Regions from separate parts of the Sus scrofa genome. Here regions 2 and 3 are each linked to region 1. A link is a contact called in public HiChIP or PLAC-seq data. All regions are on one chromosome and are shown on one strand. The core of a region is the stretch at or near the end of the contact, and the rest is flanking DNA. Distances in the headings are between cores, read along the strand shown.

What was found. HiChIP or PLAC-seq counts read pairs in DNA pulled down with a chosen protein or histone mark.
Region 2: a contact with region 1 is called in an H3K27ac HiChIP or PLAC-seq map of alveolar macrophages. The contact joins two enhancer-like sites. A contact is called at or near these places in 1 of 5 promoter capture datasets (liver), 10 of 47 Hi-C or Micro-C datasets (alveolar macrophages, blood, embryonic fibroblasts and 5 more) and 2 of 2 datasets of contacts at active chromatin or transcription factors (alveolar macrophages and skeletal muscle).
Region 3: an H3K27ac HiChIP or PLAC-seq map of alveolar macrophages shows a contact between it and region 1. The contact joins two enhancer-like sites. A contact is called at or near these places in 6 of 47 Hi-C or Micro-C datasets (blood, embryonic fibroblasts, heart right ventricle and 3 more) and 2 of 2 datasets of contacts at active chromatin or transcription factors (alveolar macrophages and skeletal muscle).

What each region holds. Positions count from the first base shown.
Region 1 is chr9:12,833,538-12,836,222 of Sscrofa11.1, forward strand. All of the region lies in intron 1 of GAB2 (GRB2-associated-binding protein 2), which reads right to left. Among named protein-coding and RNA genes, the nearest start is that of GAB2, 17 kb to the right of the region's middle. Within about 2 kb of position 1,369, at least 10 of the 83 cell types and tissues checked have an H3K27ac peak or open chromatin away from gene starts, as enhancers often do. A contact at or near this core is called in alveolar macrophages, where this site is marked.
Region 2 is chr9:12,986,026-12,988,710 of Sscrofa11.1, forward strand. The region is part of intron 5 of NARS2 (probable asparagine--tRNA ligase, mitochondrial); the gene reads right to left. Among named protein-coding and RNA genes, the nearest start is that of NARS2, 24 kb to the right of the region's middle. Within about 2 kb of position 1,301, at least 5 of the 83 cell types and tissues checked have an H3K27ac peak or open chromatin away from gene starts, as enhancers often do. A contact at or near this core is called in alveolar macrophages, where this site is marked.
Region 3 is chr9:12,694,487-12,697,171 of Sscrofa11.1, forward strand. All of the region lies in intron 2 of GAB2 (GRB2-associated-binding protein 2), which reads right to left. LOC110255406 (a long non-coding RNA gene) reads right to left here. Exons shown (of 2, transcript XR_002335550.1): 2 at 2,294-2,514. Among named protein-coding and RNA genes, the nearest start is that of USP35, 110 kb to the left of the region's middle. Within about 2 kb of position 1,320, at least 13 of the 83 cell types and tissues checked have an H3K27ac peak or open chromatin away from gene starts, as enhancers often do. A contact at or near this core is called in alveolar macrophages, where this site is marked.

The DNA.
Region 1 (2,685 bases), core at 119-2,618:
CTCAGGGGTTTCTGATACTATCCCTTTCATATTATTCCTGTTAAACTACTCATCCCTCACCCTGCCTGGCACAGGTCCTTGCACCTGGCAGACATTTTAAGCATTCATTGCACAATAACTTCCTACAAGGATAAGATAATGCCATTTTGTTCTCTTCGGGATAATATAGATCCCTTTGTATCCACCATGACACAGATTCATCAATTTAGGATCAGGCAGCTTTAGACAGACAGTTTACATTTAGCACCATGCACGTCAAGTGCAATAACAAAAGAGCATATAGCACTTGCTGGCTCAAGGCTCAGTGACCACAAATCCAGTTCATAGAAAACCCTGATCAGGACGTGCATGCAAGCAAGGAGGCATTGCGCATCTGTCCCCTCAGCTTACAAAGGGCTTGGATGAGAAACAGGGCTTGGCAAGGCTATTACCTTGGAGCCCACAACAGCAAGCTATAAATAAAGAGACTTCTAACTCGGTCAAGTCCAACTTAAACAAAAGCCTCAGACAGTCTCACCAAAGGACTTGCTCCCAGCACACTACAATGTATTTGCATATTCAGCCTTTTTCTTTGCAGAGGTTTTTAATCAGGGGGTGCACAAATCACATGAATTAACTTTTTACACATATCCCTGGGCCCCATCCGTCAGAGGTTCTGATCTATTTAGACCATAGCAGGTTGGCATCTGTATTTTTTAAAGCTCCCCAGGTCCTCTGGAAACAGTGTTAGGAACCTTCAGGAAGAATGGGACGGGAAACTGGTTTCCATGCATATGGTCGAAGCTTTCATTTAACAGTCGTGCTAAACTTGTGACAGCTGTCAATCAGAAGACCAGCACCAAATCTCAATTCGACTGAAGAGAAAGCTGACACTCAAGGATTCACTTTTTTATAGTCAGCAACAAGGACAGGGCAGCACTTAAAGAGTGCTGACAATGCACTCACGCCTTCCAGAGACGGACTCTCCAAGCGCCCCTGAGGTAGCGGAGCTGTGAAAATACGTCTGGTAGAAGGAAGCTGGTCTAACGAGCTGAGGTCATTTTACTTGGGCATCGATATAAGGGAGAATAACTGTTAACCTATTTTTGAAATGCTTCCTAATTTGTGTTCCCCTGTTGACAGAGCAGTTTCTTTTCACGTGCTCCATCTATAAAGCGCCTCCTTCTTCGCAGCGAAGCTTGGCTTGGAAAGGAGGATGTGATAGAGGAGAAGCCTCAGCCATGGAAGCGGAAGTCAAAGAGAAGCCCGCCTCGTCTGGCCTTAAGAGGGAGGAAGGGGGTAGAACAGGTCAACAAGGACAGAGTCCCCTTCACATACACATTCCTTCTCGAACTCAGGGAGCAATGGCGCTTCAGAAATACTGAGACTCCAGTTTCCATACATAACATGGGGTGGCCTTCAGGTCACTGAGGTTCAATCTTCAGCCCTGTGCCAATACATGGTATGCGAGCAAGGCCTTGCCTGCAGCAGCAGGAGAAGGTCAGAAAGATGAGCTGGGGCAGCCCTGCTCGTTTCCTAAAGCCTGAGCATGGCATGCAGGGCATCTAGTTGTTGCTAAGAGACTGGGAGACCAGCAGAGGTGTGCCGTTGGAGCAGAGAGTTCTCTGTGCTCAGGGACTTTGAGACAGACGACCACAACTGCCATGGTGGGTTCCTGTACATGACTCCCAAAGGACAGACAGTACTAGATACACCTCAGTGGACAATTCCAGCATATGTTCCAGACAAGACAGTGAAGCAGACACAGCACAGACATCAACGGGGATGGCCACACAGTTGGCCTCTTCGCTCTGACTCCCACAAAGTAAGCTTTCTTATTAAGCTGTCAGTAACAGGCATTAAGCATCAATTATTTGCGACATGGTTCTAGGCTGCTAAGGATTTTGAGCTAAATGATATAAAAGCAAACATACAAACCAACCAACCAACCCTGCCCTGACTGAACAAGATTTAGGGGTGGAGAATGGCCAGTGGGCAGAACTCTGGAGAATGAAATGTTTACTCAAAGGGCTCTGATTAGGAAGCCGAACTTTTTTTTTATAATGATTTTTATTTTTTCAATTATAGTTGGTTTTCAGTGTTCTGTCAATTTCCTACTGTACAGCAAGGGGACCCAGTCACACATACATGTATACATTCTTTTTCTCACATTATCATGCTCCATCATAAGTGACTAGATAGAGTTCCTACTGCCATACAGCAGGATCCCATTGCTTATTCACTACAAAGGCAACAGTTTTATCTACTCACCCAAATTCCCAATCCATCCCACCAACCCCCCTCGGCAAACACAAGTCCGTTCTCCATGTCCATGATTTTCTTTTCTGTGGAAAGGTTCATTTGTGCCATATATTAGGTACCAGATATAAGTGAAATCATAGGTATTTGTCTTTCTCTTTCTGACTTAGCAAGTTGAACTTTGAAAAGAGTCAAAGGAGATTGTTTATCCTGAAAAGTTAAGATGTTTTACAGCGGCTTTAAAAAATGGCCAGGAGTTCACATTATGGCTCAGCAGTAACGAAACCGATGAATTCATGAGGATACAGGTTCCATCCCTGGCCTAGCTCGGTGGGTTGGGGGACCTGTGTTGCTGTAGCCGCTGGCCTACGCCAGAGCCACAGCAACGCGGGATCAGAGCAACCTACACCAAAGTGCACGGCAACGCCGGGTCCTTAACCCACTGAG
Region 2 (2,685 bases), core at 51-2,550, 150 kb after region 1:
ATATAAAGTGTCTAGGAATAAATCTAAGAAAGGTATGTGCAATCTTTAGAAAATTAACTTGTATTGAAAAATATTAAGGAACTCCTAAACATATGAATAGACCACGTCCAGTGATAGTAACACTTAATACCACAAAGATATCAGTTTTTCCAAACCGATCTACTGAATCAATGCTATTCCAATTAAAGAGCAAACAGAGGTTTTTGGAGCTTGTCAAAATGATCTGTAAGTTTGTATGAAGAGAAAAGGATCAGGAAATTCTTTAAATCAGGTGGCAGGATTTGCTTTACTGCCTATGAAGACTTAGCAAAGAGCTATAGCAATTGAGTGAGGCACTGGCACAGGGATATTCTGAAAAACTAATGGAAGATAATAGAGCACACAGAAATAAGATACACACATATATGGAAACTTGATTTATGACAGAGCTGGCAACTGCAATCACAGGAAGAAAAATGAACTATTCAATAAATAGTACTTAAATAATTAGGTATCCATTTTGGAAAAAAATTGGACTTTTGCATCATATCCAAAATTAAATTCCAGAAATTAAAGACATGTGTAAAGTATAAACTATAAAACTTTTAGTACATAATACAGAAGGGATTTCTTAAACAAGATACAAAAGCACAAAACATCAAAAAAAGACTGAAATTTGACTAAATTAAGAATTCTAATTTAAAATTTAAATTAATCTCTGTATTATAAAAGAGAAAAGGCAAGCCACAAGCTGAGAGAAAACATCTGCAACATACACTCAACAAAAGATTGATAGCCAAGGATGCAAAAACACCGATATGAAAAGACAACACAACAGAAAATATAGAAGAGGAAATGAGTGGCCAATAACTGTAAGAAAAAATGATCAATCACAGCTTACCAGGGAAAAGCAAATTAAAATCACTTCAAAAAAAATTAAATAAATAAAATCACATCAAAAACCCATTTTAGGATCCCTGGCCTCGCTCAGTGGGTTAAGGATCTGGCATTGCCACTGAGTTATGGTGCAGGTTACAGACGTGGCTTGGATCTGGTGTTGCTGTGGCTGTGGCACAGGCCAGGAGTTACGCCTCTGATTCGACTGCTGGCTGGGAACCTCCATATGCTGCACGTGCAGCCCTAATAAGCAAAAAAAAAAAAAAAAAACAAAAACAAAAAAAACAAACAAAAAAAACCCCAAAACCAAAACCAACAAAAACCCTTTTACATCCATGAGGTTGGCAAAATTTTAAGACTGGAAATATTGGGTACTGGTAAGGCGTGGAACAGCACACCCTGCTGGTGGGAGTTTAAAATTCAGTATTCCTTTTTAAAAATCAGGATCTTCTAACAAAGTGGAAGCTATGAACATGCACTTCCACTGTTCTGTATGACCCTTGAAGGCATACTGAAACCACTGAGAGAGCCTTAAAAAATACGAATTCTTGAGTCCTACATCCCAGAGATTCTGATTTAATTGAAATCATGGCGGGGGGGGGGGAGCTCATTACAGAAAAAGATGATGATTCCATTGGTGTAAGTTGAGACCCATGTAAACCAAAACAGTATTTCGCCTAGGGCGACATCCATGTGGTGAAACTATTTTTTTTAAAGTATGGATATAACAAAACACAAAATCAGCATAGTGGAAAGAGGGTGGGAAGATGGAATGCAGGGGGCACAAAGTGGGGGATAAAAAGTACTAATAATTGCATATTTCTTAAGTTTATTCTTAAGTTTAGTGGGACCATGTGTATGCTTTACACTACCTACATAGCTTATTTTACATCTGTACAATATTTACATCTGTACAATATTTAATAAAAATAAGCTAAGTATTATTAACAGGTTATTTACACAAAAAAGAGCAGTACTCAACCCGTAGTTCTTGCCAACAGTAAGTCATCAGTAAATGTTGTTATTCTCTTCCCGCAGGAAAATAAAAGGTTGTCTTGGAAGAATGGTCAAAGAGAAACGGTAAGGACACTTTAGTGTTCTCAACAGTTGTCTGTACCTAATAAAAAGTCTTCTTTAATCTCAGAACTTTACTCAAGGTTCTGCTATCTTTTCTCAAAAGCCCAACTTCAGGAGTCATTAGAGTGTGACAAATGGCATTTACTTTACAGCCTAATAGATCTTGTTTAAACTGCAACTCCGTATTTTACTGTGTGGCTTTTGATAAATTCTACCTGGGCCTAGTTTCCTAACATTAAAAAAAAAAAAAAAAAAAAAAGAGGCGTTCCTGCTGTGGTGCAATGGGATTGGTGGCATCCTGGGAGCTCTGGAGCACAGGTTCAATTCCTGGCCCAGCACAGTGGGTTAAGGATCTGGAGTCTTGGATCTGATCCCTGGCCAGGGAATGCCATAAGCCATAAGCCACGGGAGGCCAAAAGAAAAAAAAAAAAGAAAGAAAAAAACACAGATAATTCATTCAACAAATATTTATAAAGCAACTATCACATGCCAGATATTATATAATAATGTACAAGAGACACATAGTTTCTGCCCTTGTAAAGGCAAACTAATTCCTATTGCAAAGGGTTGCTGAAAAGATTATATAATATAAACAAAGGAATTTGACATGGTGCCTGAAATGCACTTGGTATTCAATAAATGCTATTTCTCTTCCTGCTTGGAATACCTAAAGCTTAAGTAATCACTTAAGGTGAATTACTCCTTTTAGAAACTCTAAGAGTCTAATAACAT
Region 3 (2,685 bases), core at 70-2,569, 140 kb before region 1:
CCTCACCTCTGGGGGCCTCTGCCTCCGGCTCAGGCCATGGAATCAAATCTGTGACCCAGTCTGTTTACTCACAGAGCTGGAGAAGTCTCAGTTTCCTTATTTACAAACGGACATAGGCTGGTTGTAGGGGTGAAATGCAGAAAGGGTGGAGAAAATGCTGTATATTGTAGGCACTCAGAGTTCTAGCCACTTCTGTGTTCTAGTCACTTCTGTGTCCCCGGTAGTTAGAACAGTCCCAGGACAGGGTGGGTATTCAATACATATTTGTTGAATGAATCAAAGAATTTTCCCTCGCTCAAAAATCCACACACGCATGTTTCTTGTGGTCAAAATCAGAGAGGTTTTCAAGGGTTGTTAATAAGATGAAGTAAGGGTTGGGATGAGCTGGGCTCACAGACACTTGGCATTCCACCCTTCTGACATAAAGCCATGTCTAGGAAACCGGTCAGTTCTCTAACAGTCTGTAGCCCCAGACAAGTTCTTTCAAAGCTGTTTTGGCACTAAACCTTGCCAAAATCCTACTTCAGCTTGCAACTTTAAAAGATTTCTATGTGAGTTCGTGTGATTACTCCTTGGTAGATTTACTGGGTCGAAGAGTATCCCCCCTAAACACATGGAACCTCAGAATACGACCTTATTTGAAAAGAGTCTTTGCAGATGTCATTAGTTAAAATGAGGTCGCACTGCATCATCACAGGCCCCCATCCAACGACTGGTGTCCTCATAAGAAGAGAAAACAGAGACAGAGACATACAGGGAGAATGCCGTGAGATGAAAGAGGTAGAGACTGGATAAACAAATGTGATATATTCATACAGCAGAGTAACATTAATCAGCCGTAGAGGTGAATGAAATACTAATACATATTACACCATGAATGAATCTTCAAAACACTGTGCTAAGTGAAAAAAAAAATAGTGATAAACACTATGGATCACGTGACTTTATTTATGTAAAAGATTTAGAATAGGAAAACCTATAAAGACAGCAAGTGGACTCACGGCTGCCTGGAGACCTGGGGGAGCAGGAGTGGACAGTGACAGCAATGGGTAAAGGGTTTCTTTGGGGGGCTGATGAAAATTTTCTAAAAGTAGACTCTGGTGATGGTTGCACAACCGTGGGAAATACTAAACCCACTGAACTGCATACTTTAAATGGGTGAATTTCATGATATGGGCAACATATCTCAGTGTATTTATAAGCACATGCGCGGTTTGATAGTTTCTCAAAAAGTTAAACGCAGAGTCACCATATGACCCAGCAATTCCATTGGTAGGTCTACACCCAGGAGAACTGAAAACATATGTCCACACAACAACTTGTGTATGAATGTTCACAGCAGCACTACTCACAAGAGCTGAAAGAGGAAATAATCCAAACGCCGGTAGGCTGACTGACAAATAAAATGTGGCTTATTGTACGGTGGAATACTATTCAGCACTAAGAAGAAGAAAGTACAAATACCTTTTACAACATGTATAGGCCTGGAAAGCACTATGTGAAGTGAAAAGAAGCCAGACTCCATGTCTATGAAATGCCTGGAATTAGGAAATACAGAGAGACAGAAAGTAGATTAGTGGTTACTTTTGGCTGGGATAAGGATGGGGCATGGGAAGTGACTGCTGACGGGTATATGGTTTCTTTGTGGGGTCATAAAGATGTTCCCAAATTAGATTGTGATGGTGGCTGCACAACCCTGTGAATATACTAAAAAACACTGACTTTGATATTTTAACTGAGTGACACATGATAACGTGAATTAACACACGCGCGTGCATAAGCCCTTTGCAATGTGAAGTATATGCAAGAGACTGACAGTCATCCGGTTAAATACACCTGACCTTTAGTTTTTCTTCCCTCTCTGAAGAGAAAGCTGGATGCTCAGTAAATACCAAGCCCTTGCTCAAGTACACGGAGCAAGGGACAGTCTCCACTTCTACCTTCAGGTGCCTATGCCTCCTCCCACCCCACTGCGCAGAGGGCCATCCCATGATCGCAGCAAGGCAGTGGGAGGGGCAACTAAACAAAAGCAAGAATGCGTGGCCGGGGTGGGGGGGACTCAGGGAGGCTGCAATTCCACCTCGCAGTGCGCGGACCTCCGGCACACGACAGGGGTCTGGTGCCAGCTCTGCCAACAACGAGCTGTGAGATCGCAGACAGGCCTTGCTCTGAGCTTTAGTTCCTCTCCGGTCATGTTGGGAGGATGACCTCCGGCCTGCCCGTCTGTCTTTCTCGGCTGCTGCAAAGGGTGAATGAGACAAGGTTGTGCAAATAAACCCATGCACTTCTATCAAATGTTCTTACGATTTGTTTTTATTGCCTGGGTACCTCTTGAAGAAAGGAAAGAACGGTACAGATAGAGGAAAACATTATTTGGGACATGGCTGGGCTGGTTTTGGTATGTGGCTGCAGGCCTGCGGTAAGGATGTGTCTTGAGTCCTTAGGAAGGTCAGTTACACAGCAAGAAGAAAATGGACATTTCCAGACTTCTGGCCTGAGCGCCGATGTCCAAGTCTAGACGAAAGATAATGCCAGAAAATGCCTGAGTCAATTTGTTTTCTTTTCAACGGGGTTTTATTTTTTTCCTCTTCTTCCTGGCTTCTTTTTAGGGCCCTACAAAATCACTCCCCTTCCTTTCCACAATCACCCCTGGGAAGCCTGCCCAGCCTACAAACACGCCTCCCA